Regions from separate parts of the Mus musculus genome. Here all the other regions are linked to region 1. Evidence: chromatin contacts called from public ChIA-PET, capture Hi-C and promoter capture Hi-C data. All regions are on one chromosome and are shown on one strand. The core of a region is the stretch at or near the end of the contact, and the rest is flanking DNA. Distances in the headings are between cores, read along the strand shown.

What was found. ChIA-PET counts read pairs in DNA pulled down with a chosen protein or histone mark. Capture Hi-C pulls out chosen DNA fragments and counts their contacts.
Region 2: a contact with region 1 is called in a capture Hi-C map of embryonic stem cells, with 2.4 times the contacts expected there. The contact joins the promoter of A730060N03Rik here to the promoter of Mfng in region 1. A contact is called at or near these places in 3 of 39 promoter capture datasets (the 3T3-L1 cell line and maxillary cranial neural crest) and 2 of 9 other capture datasets (adipose tissue and embryonic stem cells).
Region 3: a contact with region 1 is called in a promoter capture Hi-C map of adipose tissue, with 5 times the contacts expected there. The contact joins the promoter of Ift27 here to the promoter of Mfng in region 1. A contact is called at or near these places in 3 of 39 promoter capture datasets (the 3T3-L1 cell line, liver and neutrophils), 2 of 115 datasets of contacts at active chromatin or transcription factors (large pre-B cells and pancreatic cancer cells) and 2 of 9 other capture datasets (adipose tissue and liver).
Region 4: a contact with region 1 is called in an RNA polymerase II ChIA-PET map of memory CD8 T cells, with 6 read pairs. The contact joins the promoter of Maff here to the promoter of Mfng in region 1. A contact is called at or near these places in 2 of 115 datasets of contacts at active chromatin or transcription factors (memory CD8 T cells and pancreatic cancer cells).
Region 5: a contact with region 1 is called in a promoter capture Hi-C map of liver, with 3 times the contacts expected there. The contact joins the promoter of Ncf4 here to the promoter of Mfng in region 1. A contact is called at or near these places in 6 of 39 promoter capture datasets (the 3T3-L1 cell line, hippocampal neurons, liver and 2 more), 1 of 115 datasets of contacts at active chromatin or transcription factors (memory CD8 T cells) and 2 of 9 other capture datasets (adipose tissue and liver).

The regions. Positions count from the first base shown.
Region 1 is chr15:78,772,183-78,774,712 of GRCm38.p6, reverse strand. Mfng (MFNG O-fucosylpeptide 3-beta-N-acetylglucosaminyltransferase) reads left to right here and starts at 1,268. Exons shown (of 8, transcript NM_008595.2): 1 at 1,268-1,695. The coding sequence starts at 1,441.
Region 2 is chr15:78,117,529-78,120,058 of GRCm38.p6, reverse strand. A730060N03Rik (a long non-coding RNA gene) reads right to left here and starts at 1,264. Exons shown (of 2, transcript XR_875456.2): 1 at 1-1,264. Cacng2 (calcium channel, voltage-dependent, gamma subunit 2) reads left to right here and starts at 779. Exons shown (of 4, transcript NM_007583.2): 1 at 779-1,378. The coding sequence starts at 1,168.
Region 3 is chr15:78,172,820-78,175,349 of GRCm38.p6, reverse strand. It overlaps Ift27 (intraflagellar transport 27), which reads left to right and starts at 1,269. Exons shown (of 7, transcript NM_025931.3): 1 at 1,269-1,581. The coding sequence starts at 1,548.
Region 4 is chr15:79,346,250-79,348,779 of GRCm38.p6, reverse strand. Maff (v-maf musculoaponeurotic fibrosarcoma oncogene family, protein F (avian)) reads right to left here and starts at 1,260. Exons shown (of 3, transcript NM_010755.4): 1 at 1,026-1,260.
Region 5 is chr15:78,243,546-78,246,075 of GRCm38.p6, reverse strand. It overlaps Ncf4 (neutrophil cytosolic factor 4), which reads right to left and starts at 1,265. Exons shown (of 10, transcript NM_008677.2): 1 at 989-1,265. The coding sequence starts at 1,020.

The DNA.
Region 1 (2,530 bases), core at 19-2,518:
ATGTTCACTGTGTGTGTGTGTGTGTGTGTGTGTGTGTGTGTGCGCGCGCGCATGCAATAGCAAGAGTGCACTGTGTATATAAGGTTCAGGAGCCGTTCTCCCTTTTTGTCATGTGGGTCCTGGGAATCAAACTCAGGCAGTCAGCGTGTCAGCAAGCTGCCTTTTCTGCTGAGCCCTCTCACCTCTCACCTGCCCCGAGATCCCTTTAAGGAATTTGCTATGGTGATGCACACCTGTCAGATGTGCATGCACACAACTTGCTGTGGCAACACACACAAGGCCAGGGAACAACTTGCTGGAGGGGGCATGTCCCTGGGAATTGAACTCAGGTCCATCCACAGGCTTGGTGGCAAGCACCTTCACCTGCTGAGCCATCTTGGAGTCCCTCACCATCATTTCGTAAATGATAGAGGTATCTTGTCGACAGCCATACAGCCAGGTTGTGGCCCTAGCTGGGATCTGAACCCAGCCCCAAGCCTAGGCTTTTCCTTGGTGGCACTGTTCTGAGGAGGTGAGCTGTGAAGGGGACAGGCTGAGGCTGACACCTCATTGTCCTAGTGCTCCAGGAGCCTTTAGCAGGCTTAGATCCATTCACAGCCACCAAGCACTTTCCTGTGCTTAATTAACATAATTAACAAGTATTGATCAAGTGCCCAGTATGTACCAGGTACCGTACTGGGTTCTGGATAGTCAACAAAAGAGAATACCCCCTGCCTCAGTAGTATCATAAGTAAGACAATAAATATGTAAAATACACCATACAGCAAGAAGTTAGAAGGGTCTAGGCTTGGGGGCTGGGAAGGAGGGCTGTTTAAAATGGGCAGGAAAAGCCTCATGGCAGAAATAATGTCTGTGTAAAGATTCAAAGAAAGCAAGAATCTAGGCAGCATGCTATGGTGGGCATGGCCCTGTGATAGATGTAGGCCTGATGCATGGTGGATGATGGGAAGGGCCAGCAGGAGGGAGAATGAGCCAGGACCTGAGGCTGGCTGGACAGGATCCTGGCTATTCTAGGAGCCAGAGAAAGGACTGTGAGGCATAGGAAGGCTGGAGTGGCTTCTTCCCACCTCGTGGAGGGTTTGGTGTGGCTGCAGCAGCTGGCAGGGCCCTGTGCCTCTTCCAGTGGGTGGCTCCCAGCAGCTGCCTCTGGGGCTTCCCAGGCCTAGCCCCGCCCCTCGGGCTGAGGCAGGGGCGGGGCCAGGAGCTAAGTGGCCCGGAGGGAGGGCTGAGGAGCAGGTGGCGGGCTGGTGGCCTCTGCCGGCTGGCAGGACGGTGGTGGCTCAGTCTCTGGGTCCAGAGACCCAGCTTCCTCCTTTCCCGTTGGTGTGTGCCCCCGATGCCTGCCAGACTTTTGCCTGTACCAGGGCCCCCTCCTGACCAGCCTCCCACCCCAGACTGATTGGGGAGTCGGGGGCTGAACTGTCTGGGGGCCTGCTACCAATGCACTGCCGACTTTTTCGGGGCATGGCGGGAGCCCTCTTTACCCTCCTGTGCGTGGGGCTCCTGTCTCTACGATACCACTCAAGTTTGTCCCAGAGGATGATACAGGGCGCGCTCAGGCTGAACCAACGGAACCCAGGACCCCTGGAGCTGCAGCTAGGCGACATCTTCATCGCAGTCAAGACTACCTGGGCCTTCCATCGCTCCCGCCTGGACCTGCTACTAGACACGTGGGTCTCCAGGATCAGGCAACAGGTGACAGGCGGGGGCTGCCTTGAAGTCTGAGAGAGCACTCCTGGCTGGGGGGCTCCCAGGGGTCTTCCTGGTGGTCTGGGGAAAAGCTGACCACCAGGGAGTGGTTCCTTCTGGGGTCTCTCCACTTCTTCCGTGCCCACCCCCATCCCCACTGCCACACTCCAGGGCCTCCTTAGACTCACAGGTCTATCTCTGTTGGGTTCCATGTGGCACCTCTGTCCTAGGCTCCTCTTGGGTCCCCCTCATCTCCTAGATTCTTGACCCTAACTTGCCTGAAGATTCTGGTGGGTGTTAAGGTGAAAACCCACCAGGACCGAGTAGCTGCGCACCTCAGCTCTGGGCATGGATGGGGCTGTGTGAGGCAGGGGTGTGATGTGGATGCTGGAGAGACATGGAGGTGGGGCCTGCTTGAGGGAGGCTTCCTCTCAGTTCCTGCCCTGCTGTGCTGCCCAGGGTGTGAGGGCCCTGTCTAGCTTCTCCGTTTCCTGTGCTGTGGTTGGGATGGGAGGCAGTGGGTGAGGTCGTGTGGGCTGGAGGTCAAGGTGAGGGGAGATCTGCCAAGGCATATGGAATGTGTGTGTGTGTGTGTGTGTGTATACCTGTGCTCATACACAGGGCTAGGCATGCTAAATACAGTAATAAGAAGGCATGAGAGTAATGAGTGTGTTTCCTGAAAGCAGAGTCTCTCTCCCCATACTCAAGACCCCATCAAGCAAAGCCAGGGATGGGTGTGGGTATGGGGGGCATTGGGGACCACGTCAGGGGAGGTAGCAGAACTCATGCACTTGTGCACACACACACTATGTCCCCATGGTGGCTGCTGGCTCTGTGAGCG
Region 2 (2,530 bases), core at 15-2,514, 650 kb after region 1:
TACAGAGCGCAGGGAGCGCACAGAGTGGGGGAGTTGTCCAGTTCAGCACCACGGCGACGCAGTAGGTGGGCGCTCCTGCTCCGAGAGCTGTCCAGTCCAGCACCGCGGCGATGCTGTAGGTGAGAGCGCCCGGTCGTGGGGAGCTGTCCACTTCAGCACTACGGCGATGCAGTAAGTGGACGAGCCCGGCCGGGGTGAGCTGTCCGTTTCAGCACCACGGCGATGCTGTAGCTGGGAGCGCCTGGCCCGGGGCTGCGCGGCCGTGAGCGGGGGAGGCGGGCGGGCCTGCCTGCTGCAAGACGCCGGCTAGCGCGCCCCATCGCTCGCTCGCTCGCTGGCTTCCGAGGAGCTTTGCGGATCGGGGGAGGGAACCCCGCCTCGATTCTCCGGGAGAAACCCCCTCCCTCCCCCACTTCGCCGACACTACCCCCGCCGCCAACAACAATAACCGCGGCTGCTCGTCCTGCCGCCACCGCGCCCGCCAACCCTGCTGCCGCTGCCGCTGCCGCCGCCGCCGCCGTTACCGCCGCCGGGGCACAACCATGGGAGGCGAGACCCCCTCACCGGTGCAGCTGAGCTCGAGGGCTTGCAGAAGACTGGGCAGTCTCCTCTGAAACGGAGGCGCCTCGAGGACCCCCTCCCTCCCCAAGGAAGAGAACTGGCGAAGCCACGGATTTTCATGGCGCAGGCCGCAGAGCCGCGAACGAAGACCGAAGGTTGCTTCCCAGCTCTTCCAGTCTCTAACTGTCTAGGTCCGGACCATGAGAGATGGTGTTGAGAATTCGGCTGTACCCTGGCGCGCTGTGGAAGCCATCTCCAAATTAGCGATCACATATGGAAACTGGAGACCAGAATTTTAGGAAAAGAGATTAAGGCATCTCACTTGGGGGGGTGGGGGGGTGTCTTTTTATTTATTTTCCCTTTTTTTAAAAAAATCGCTGCAACTGGAACAGTTTTTTGATCTCAAAAGGCAAGCCTCTCTTCCCGTGTGATCTTTATAATTTACACACTTTTCCGTGAGCTTTCTTATCTCCCTTTTTTTATATCTCTCCATATTCTCTATTCACACATATATCCATTATATTAGTAGTGGAATTACCAATCGCACCCTCACACACACGCTCCTGAGAACCAGAAGTCGGTTGGGTGTTTATATAATGAAGAATTATGGGGCTGTTTGATCGAGGTGTTCAAATGCTTTTAACCACCGTTGGTGCTTTCGCTGCCTTCAGCTTGATGACCATCGCTGTGGGAACCGACTATTGGCTGTACTCCAGAGGGGTTTGCAAGACCAAAAGTGTCAGTGAGAATGAAACCAGCAAGAAGAACGAGGAAGTTATGACCCATTCCGGATTATGGAGAACCTGCTGCCTCGAAGGTATTTGATTTCCAACCTCCTCCCCCTTCCCACGCCGCCCCTCCCCTCCACACCCCCCCCCCCGCCTCCAAATAAGTCCCCTCCACATTCCACCATTTTCCCACTTCACTCCCTCCGCCGCTGCCGCTGCAGATCAAGGTTGACTGGGTTAGTTTCAGAGGAAAGAAAATCAATAAGCAGAACCCACACTCTCTACTCTTTGGCTTCCACCCCGTCCTCCCAAACCTCCTCATTGGAATGATCTATGGTATGGTGAAAACAGGAAATTGTCTGTAGAGTTCAGATGTGCTCTGGATGCTTTGGAGTCCTTAGGGTTTGCCTTTGGGTCTGGCTTTGCCACCTATGAGGAGGGAAAAATAATTGCTTCCCTGTGTGCTGCTCAGCCTTTTGCAATGAAGGATTCAGAAAAAAATGCTCTTCCTCTTCTCTCGCTCCTCAAAAGTTACAGGCCCAGCACCATCTGCAAGTCTCCCTTTAAAAAAAGAAATCTGTTGTTTCTAAGAATCCTTATTTGGTAGATTCTAATTATTCTAGGAGCTCAAGCCGAGTTCAAGAGCATTTCGTAATGTCTACGAGCCCCGCGTACCATTCGAGGTGGCTGGCTGTGTGTATGTGTGTGTTTTTAACGTTTACGAAGTCTAAAATGCATGTGTCTCTCACAGGAAACAAGCCCAAGTTCTAATCAACAGCGGTCACTTGCGGGTTAGACCGAGCGCTGATTTGCTTCCACGCAGAGTGACATGTCTGTCACCCAGAAGCAAGTCGAGTCAGCACTGTGCAGGCAGGAGGCGAGGGCATGGAGAGGTTGAGGGGTGGAATGGGAAAAAATGGGGTGGGGGTGTCAGCTGTTGGTCTTGATCTTGCAGAGTCATTGGGGCATGTGCGCCGCATGTGCTGTGGGCTGAGGGGCTCCCACAATGTAAAGGCCAGGACACTAGGACATGAGGAAGGCATGTGCTTTTGGGATACATTAATAAACACAAGAGGGGGGAACTCTGCAGGTCATACAAGCTGCATTTAGCCACAGACTTTAATATGAAGGAGTGAATTTGCATAGCTATATCTGTCTGTGTGCAAAAGCCACCTATAGGAAGACAGACAGAGAGACACATATGCCCCTGTATGGAAAGAGGCTTGTATGTGTTCCACTGA
Region 3 (2,530 bases), core at 20-2,519, 600 kb after region 1:
TACAAACCATCACAGGTACCTAATGTGATGGGCTATGGGGAGGTGCCTGGGAAATGGAACCTAGTTGAAAGAGAATGTGACTTTGGGGGCATATCCTGGGAACTATTTCTTCCTTTCCCAACATGAGGTGGCTATATGCTTATATGCTGTTGTTGTTATGATGGTCAACCAAATGGCCAAACTAAACCTTTCCTCCTTTAAATAGTTTCTCTCCGGTGTTTTGCTACAGTAACAACGCCCCGATGCATGGACACTCGCCTACTTCCTGTACCCATGAGTTGGTTTCTATCTTCAGAGTTCCAGAGGTTACATGCCTTGCAGAGCCATATCCCACTTAGTGGCAAAGCAAGAGGGGCTCCCAGGAAAGTCAGGTGGCATTTACCCACCCTCCCCTCATGAGGGGCAACACCAGGATAGCATCCATTCACCCATAACAGAGGAATCCGACTGAGAGAGGCGTGTCCTCCCATCCATTAAGATATCACGTCAAATTAGGCCTATTTTAGATTTTAGTTTAATTTAACTGATACATAACATAAAGTGATATATAGTTACATATGGATATACTGTGTGAGTTTCCATCAGGACCTCGCTCTTTCCCCCTTCCGGAAGGTGCACAGCACGGGTGCTGTCCGCAGTTGTTTGCTGTGCAAGCATGCAGGGCCTTCCTGTCTTCCTCACTGCTCAACGTTGCACATTTTTCCCTCCCCGCTATTTCAGTTTTTAGGGTTCATAACATGCTTGGGCTTTAAAGATGGCATTTCGATTCTGGACGTGAAGCAAAGGTTAGGTCTCCAAATGTTCTTTGCACCCGGGGTCGGGGAAAGATACCAATAACATCCAGGACCCGCGACAGCAGCTTCCTTTACTGCGCAGGCGCCATTTCAGCGGCGTCACCCCTCTCAGTGTGGGCGAATCCATTCCCAGGAAGAAGGGGCAAGGTGCAGCGAATCCCAAACTCTTCGCGATGGTTAAAGCCATGCTCTGGCCAATCAGAAAGCCCCATTAATTCCCGCCTCCGGCTGCATCCTGGTTGGGCTGCGTCTCCAGAGACGCTAGGCGGTGCCCAGCGGTGATTGACAGCATCTAAAGCCATTGGCCAAGCTGAGAGCAGTTAAAGAGCAGAAACCTCTCCGCTTTGTTCCGCGAAGGGAACCGGTTTTCCCCGCCTCCTTCTTCTATTGGGTGCCTGGGGTCTCCGAGCTTTTGAGAGCAACCAATCAGGAGACAATATGGAGGGAGAAGGCGGGTTGATGATGGTTGCCAGGAGCCTGTTTGGCGCGACTCTTGGGACCAGAGGACTAGTGGTTGTGTCTCAACTCTTCTTTGGGCCGGGTCTAAGGCTGGACTTGGAACGGGTTCTGCTCCGCCCCACCGGAACCTTTGCAGGCTGCCTGGGGCCTGAAGCCCTCCGTCCACCCAACCCTAGCACCCGGGCCATCATCCATCCCTCCATCACGGCCTCAGGCCCTGGTGTCAGCTGTCCCCGAATCCTAACCCCCTTTCAGCGTCCCCCACCCCCACGTCTCCGCTAGTACCTGGTTACTATGGTGAAGCTAGCTGCCAAATGCATCCTGGCAGGTGAGTGCTATATGTGTTTGAACGCGTGGTCCCCAGAGCCCTAGCCGTCCTAACTCGGGCGGTTTTGGTTCACCATCGCGTCCACTCTCTGTCTCCCTTAGGAATGGCTGTAGTGACCAACAGCAGATTCTAGAAGGCGCGCGGGGCGGGGGAATGGGCTCCACAGGACACTCCCCCCACCCCTAGGGCACATTTGTAGATGCAGCTGTGTCCCGGTCTCCCTCCCATATTTTGAGACTACCTTCACCAGATAGACTTAACAAACTTGAGCGAAGTACAAGCATGGACTTGTCAGGGGTCAGCGTTGCTGGTCCCACTCACTCTGATGTCAGGAAGATGGGGTGGCGCATCTGAGAGCATTAACTTAGAGATTCCCCGGAAGTAAGATGTTTATTATTGTTGACTGTCAGGGAAATAGCCTGCACAGTGCCCAGAGTGTGGATGAGTATTATATAGATATATACAGAGTGATCTGGTGGTGCTCACACTCGTGGGCTTGCCTTGAGCCAGTCTGAACATTCGGAAGCCTATATGCTTAGCTTGTAGTCTGGTTGACAGCTGAGCACATGTGTCTACCGAGGCGACACTGCAGCCAGTGTCATGTGGGGGTATTTCATTTAACCCTTTTGCCACAGCGCCCCCAGGTAGCTTCTGTGATGTGACCTGATGTGACCGAAGCCCTGAGTGGTGTTGCCATGGGTGAACCCCCAGTGGAAGTCGTACACCCCATTCCCAGATTCGCCTGACTTCTGCCTGTGGGTCAGGAGTGTTGGCTACTTCTTATTGTGACAACTTACTGGACCGGAAGTTGGGAGTTTATTGTGCTCACGGGTCCAGAGGACTGCCCATCATGGTGAGGAAGGCATGGTGGCAAGACTGGGAGGCAGGCTGGCCACGTTAAGTCAACAGTCAGGAAATGGAGCATGAGCCTTGGCTCTCAGCTCTCTTT
Region 4 (2,530 bases), core at 11-2,510, 570 kb before region 1:
GGAAGGGGCGGGAGAAAAATTCCAGACCTGGTGTGACCACCGATCGGTCTACACAGAGGTCCAGTCTAAGGAGTCCAACCTGAGGAGTGTGACAGTGGGCCTCATGCCATCCTCCTGGACCCAGCAGGTGCAGCCTCAGACACCCAGACCAACCACAGTCGCCAACAGAATAGTCCGGGAGCCTTGTGTTCTCCAATCTGTCACAAACTTTCTGGCCTTGCCTGTTTCTCCTGAGACTGGAAGAATGGGACAATCCAGGGGTGGACAGTCCATACTGAGCCGGAAAACTTGGGGCTAAGGAAGGACTCCCATGTACTAGGTTCCCAGATCCACCAGGTGGCCAGGAGAAGACTGGCTCGCTAACCTCTGCTCTATTCTAAGCTGCAGGCACCCGCGCTGGGCGAGGAACAAACACTGATGTCACATGGCTCCAGCCAGGGGAAACTCCAGAGACAACAGGGACCGGGCAGTCCCGGCTGGTGGAAAGGGGGAGGATGACGGAGGGTGGAAGGGGCGGGAGAAAAATTCCAGACCTGGTGTGACCACCGATCGGGCCACTTCCTTCGCTCGGGTCCTTATTCCGCATTTGCTCCAGTGGACACTGGTGCGCACCCACTTCAAGATACACTGGGCTAGTGTCAGTCTCCAAGGAGCGCGTGCGGCCACACACACAAACACACACCCCGAAGTACACCGTGTGCACGCAGCCCGCAGAACTCAGGACGCTCCCCAAAGAACACAGCCGCACGCACGCCACCGGGAGACGTAAACAAACCGCGCACACAAGGTGCTGGGCGCGGCTCCAGGGACTGTTCTCACCGAGTCACGTACGTGCACGCCCCGCCCCCGCCCCCGCCCCGGCTTCCTCCGGGGCCCGCGCACCGCCTCCCAGCCAGCCCCTCGGAGGCCCCTCCGGGAGCTGATGTTAAGGGGGCGCCGAAGGGGCAGGAGGACCACGCGCCGCCCAGGCAGGACCCGGAGCTCACACTTCTGGAGCTCGGTCCCCGTCCCTGACGCGTCCTTACCGCTCTCCGCCAGGCCCGGCGCTCAGTGCGTGCTTGTCGCGGCTGTCGCGGTGGCGGTCCTTGGCCGCTCTCGAGCCCCACTCCTCTCCGATCGGGACCGCAGTTCACTAGGAACCCGGCTCCGCGCAGCGCCGCTCCGAGTTTTGTTATGGGGCAGGCGGCGAAGGGGGCTGGAGCCGCGCGCAGTTGTAAGGCGAGCTTCCCGGAATTACTCACGCACAGGATTCCTTTCATTCATAAAAACCCAGTCATGCAGTGACGTCACCGCCCCAGCCGCCAGCAAGCCCCAGAGCGGCCGCCTGGAGCCGAGACCCCGCCCACGCCCGAGTGAGGCGCCGCCCCCAGTAGACCCCGCTGTAGGAGCCCACAGCCAGAGCCGCCACGGTTCTCCGTGCTGGGACTGTGTCCTCTGGATGCATTCACGTGACACCTCTGGAGAACGGCGTGGGTGGAGGTGTCATTTGCTTTGCTTTACAGTTCACTGTCTGGCCTCTTCTCTCGTCGATCTACATCCTTTGTCCGGATGACCTCATCCAGTCTCGTGGTTTTAAGTGCCTTCTCTGTACCTGTGAACCGTAGGTTTGTATTTCCGAAGCCACAGCAATTGCCTACCCCTGGTCTTCACGTGGTGTCGGCTCCATATCTTCAACCCTACCTCCACTCGCCCCAGGGACGCTTTCCCTGTGGGTCGATGTGCTTGCTTGTTACTAAACTCTGATGCCTAACGTTCAGACCCCACAACTTCCAAGGTGGAAGGAGACAATGACTCCAGAAAGCTGACCTCTGATCTCTACGTACTTAGAGCGGTGGAATGGGTCCATTCACACACAGACACATAACAAATAAGTGAATTTAAGGAAAACACAAGTTATAAGAAAAAGGTGTTCAAAAAATTTACCTCTGAACTCAAGTTCTCAATTCTAGAAAATACACAATCCTGTTCACCACCCTCCCCCACCCCCCACACACCCTTTTCCTACCTTCTAGAGAGCTGAGGCTGTGCCTGGCAAATAGTAGGTGCTCAACTAATGAAGAAATCCAGTAGACCTGTATGACAGTGAGGACCCCATGTGGCTAGATCCATCGCCCACATCCTCAGCCTAGGAGAACAGGGAGCCAGGCTTCTGCATCCACACCCTACTGCCCACAGAAGTCGATCTTTTGGTAATGGCCAAGCAATGTTGTGCAATGCTGCGTTTAGCAGTGGGGTTGGCCTTCTCACACTGTCTTTCCAGTGGCAGAGTCATGAGACGCCCCGCAAAAAATGGTATCCTGGGAGAAGAGGCTTCAGAGCTCAAGTGGCTGGAGGAGAGAATGATTTGGGATCTATCACATCTTTTTATCTTTCAGTGAGATCTTTGCCCATGTCACTGATCTTTCTGGTAAGAGGGACTGGTGGGTAGAATGAAGGTGAGAGAGCTGAGGCCTCCCTGTTGGCTGTCCTGCCAGACTGCACACTGTCACCCCCTCTACCAAACTCTGAGTCACAGGATGAAACAAGGCTA
Region 5 (2,530 bases), core at 16-2,515, 530 kb after region 1:
CCCAACACTAACTCTTGTTACAGACAAACCTCCTCTGACCTTTGACCTACAGGAATCCCATCCCCTTTTCCAGATCCCACGAGTGCTTTGCTCACACCTGGGTCTTGTCAGTCAGACCTGTTCTGGTGACTCTCAAGCAGTTCACATGGACACTTGGCTTCCTAACGTTGCTTTCTGCTTGATCCAGGGGACGGTTCTGTCATTTGGGTCTCCACATGCAGATGGGAACACAGGGCTGTCTCCATAAGAGACACTGAGCAAGTGCTGACTGAATGAGGTGGCCGGGCTTGGGGCCATCAGGTCTCCTTGTCCCTACCTGTATAATGTCAGCATTGTCCAAGATAGATCTGGGTCATTTTTGAGCTCTTAGCAGATGTAGTGAGCTCTCAGTGTGTCCCAGGGCTGTTCGGCCTCCCAGAGACACAACTGTGATCCAAAAAACTAAAACACCCTCAGAGCAGGCAGAGCAAAGACCCGGCCCCCAACATTGTGCCAAGCATCTAAGACCTGTTCAGGACAAGGAAGTGGAGTGAGGGGTCAGACGGCAGAGCCTGGGCTATCTGAACCTAAAGATAGGAAAACGCAGAGGCCAGTTTCAGTCTGAAGGGCAGATGGAAGAGCCGCTCCTGATTGCAGTGTGGAACCAGGAACCCAGAACCCAAGCCTAGCACCCAGGACACCTCTGCTCCCAGGCTCTGCCACCCACTCACCCTGTGGTCCTTGGCCACATCCAAGCCACTCCCCATTCTGAGCCTTAGGCTTCTTACTGGTGCATAACACTGCCGACCTACTAAGTCAAGGTTCTAGAAACATCTGCTGGAGCATGCAGCTCCTGCAGTATCATTCAGCAAGACCTTCAAATTTGACTCTGTGCTGATCCACTGATATCAGGTGACAGGAGGGACAGCCTCTTACTTCCCCATACCCACCCCCCAGGCCTATTGGGATCATTGAGAAAGCCTGGCAGGGAATAGAGGCACACTCTCACCTCTCTGATCGCAGCTGCTGGGCCAGGGCCATGGCTGTGGGTAGTCAGAAAAGCAGATGGATGGGGGCCTTGCCCAACCAGATCCAGGCCGAGTTCACCTCTCACTTCCTCCTATGTGCATCTGAGAGCTTCCTGAAGCTTGGGGTGTCCCCAGGGGCAGCCTTTGAGGAGGTCCCGCCCTGCCCAGCTTCTCTGGACCCTCCTTGAAGTACCTCCTTCAGGCTTTGAGCTGCCTGGCCCTCACACGTCTTCTCAGCCACTTCCCAGCTGCACAGCAGTTGAGGAAGTGGCACCCTTGGGTGCTGGGCTTGCGTGAGGCCACTGGCTTTGGGGATTTCCTCAGTGCCTGTCTCTGGTGCTGAGCTCCACCCACCATAGAGCAGTTTTAGCCCTGGGTAGTCCATCAAGGACACTTGTGGACTTCCTCCTCAGGCTTCTTCCTGAATCCCTTTCTCAAGCATCCAAGACCTGCCATTCATTCCTAAGGTCTGGTGGAGATAGTGCTTTTTCCAGGAAGCTCTCCTGGTCCCCCTCCCTCTTATACTAGGAAGTCATTGTTTTATGCCCCATCTGGGGCTCTGGGCTCTGAGATACCACATTCAGCTCTCCCAGAGCTTCCATCCACACAGAGGCTCTCCTTACAATCTGCCTCCACCTCCCTACTCAGCTCTCAGAAAAGCCCCAAGCCCCCGCTGCTGGCTTCAGAATCCCCAAGGCCCCGTGGGCTGCCTGCTCTCCCAATCTCTCTTCCCTCATTGCCACCACATTCCCAATGCTCCTCTCCTATCTCCTGTAGGTCTCAGCTCAGAAGCTGCCCTCTAAGAAACAAACCTGTCCTCACCAGACCCTCCCTGCCACTCTCCGGGCTTTTCCTGCGGCAAGCTCTCACCAGCGGGGTTCCCTACCCCAGTGTGTTCCAAACGTGTGTTTGTGTGTTAGGCTTCTTCCAGGCCAGCACTACGCTGCGGACACCCAGATTATGTGAGCAGAAGGAGGAAGTTCTTCGTCAGCTCCTTCTAATGCTTGGTTCTGTAGGGAGCTCTCCAAAGCCTACAGTGAGGATGGGCCCAGCAGCCCAGAGAATGTCCCCCAACCCCCAGCTCCACTTGATGGTATGCTAAGACAGAAGGAGAGATGGCAGCCTGCCCAGCCTGCCTGAATCAGGCTCCTATCTCCCCAACTTTGGAACGTGGCTGTGGGGACAGGGCTTTCCCCCTGAGGAATCTGGAACGGCCTATGTTTCTCACCTTAAATGGGGCTGGATTGGAAGCAGTCTCAGACTCCTCAGGATCTGGCTCCAAGAATATAGAATGTTTTAGGATCCTTACTTTAAAATGTCCCCCCTCCATCCTGTCACCCTGAAGGGATCTTCTGGCCCTGACCCAGCCCAGAGAGGATGAACCTAGAGCTCCCAGGATAGAGTCTGCCCAGTGAGAACTGCCCTCCCCGTGGCCAGGCAGGGCATGGGCTCCTGGGGAGACAGAAACGAGGATGAAGAAAGTCACAGGAGGGGACAGGAAAGTGGGAGAGGGACACTCCACC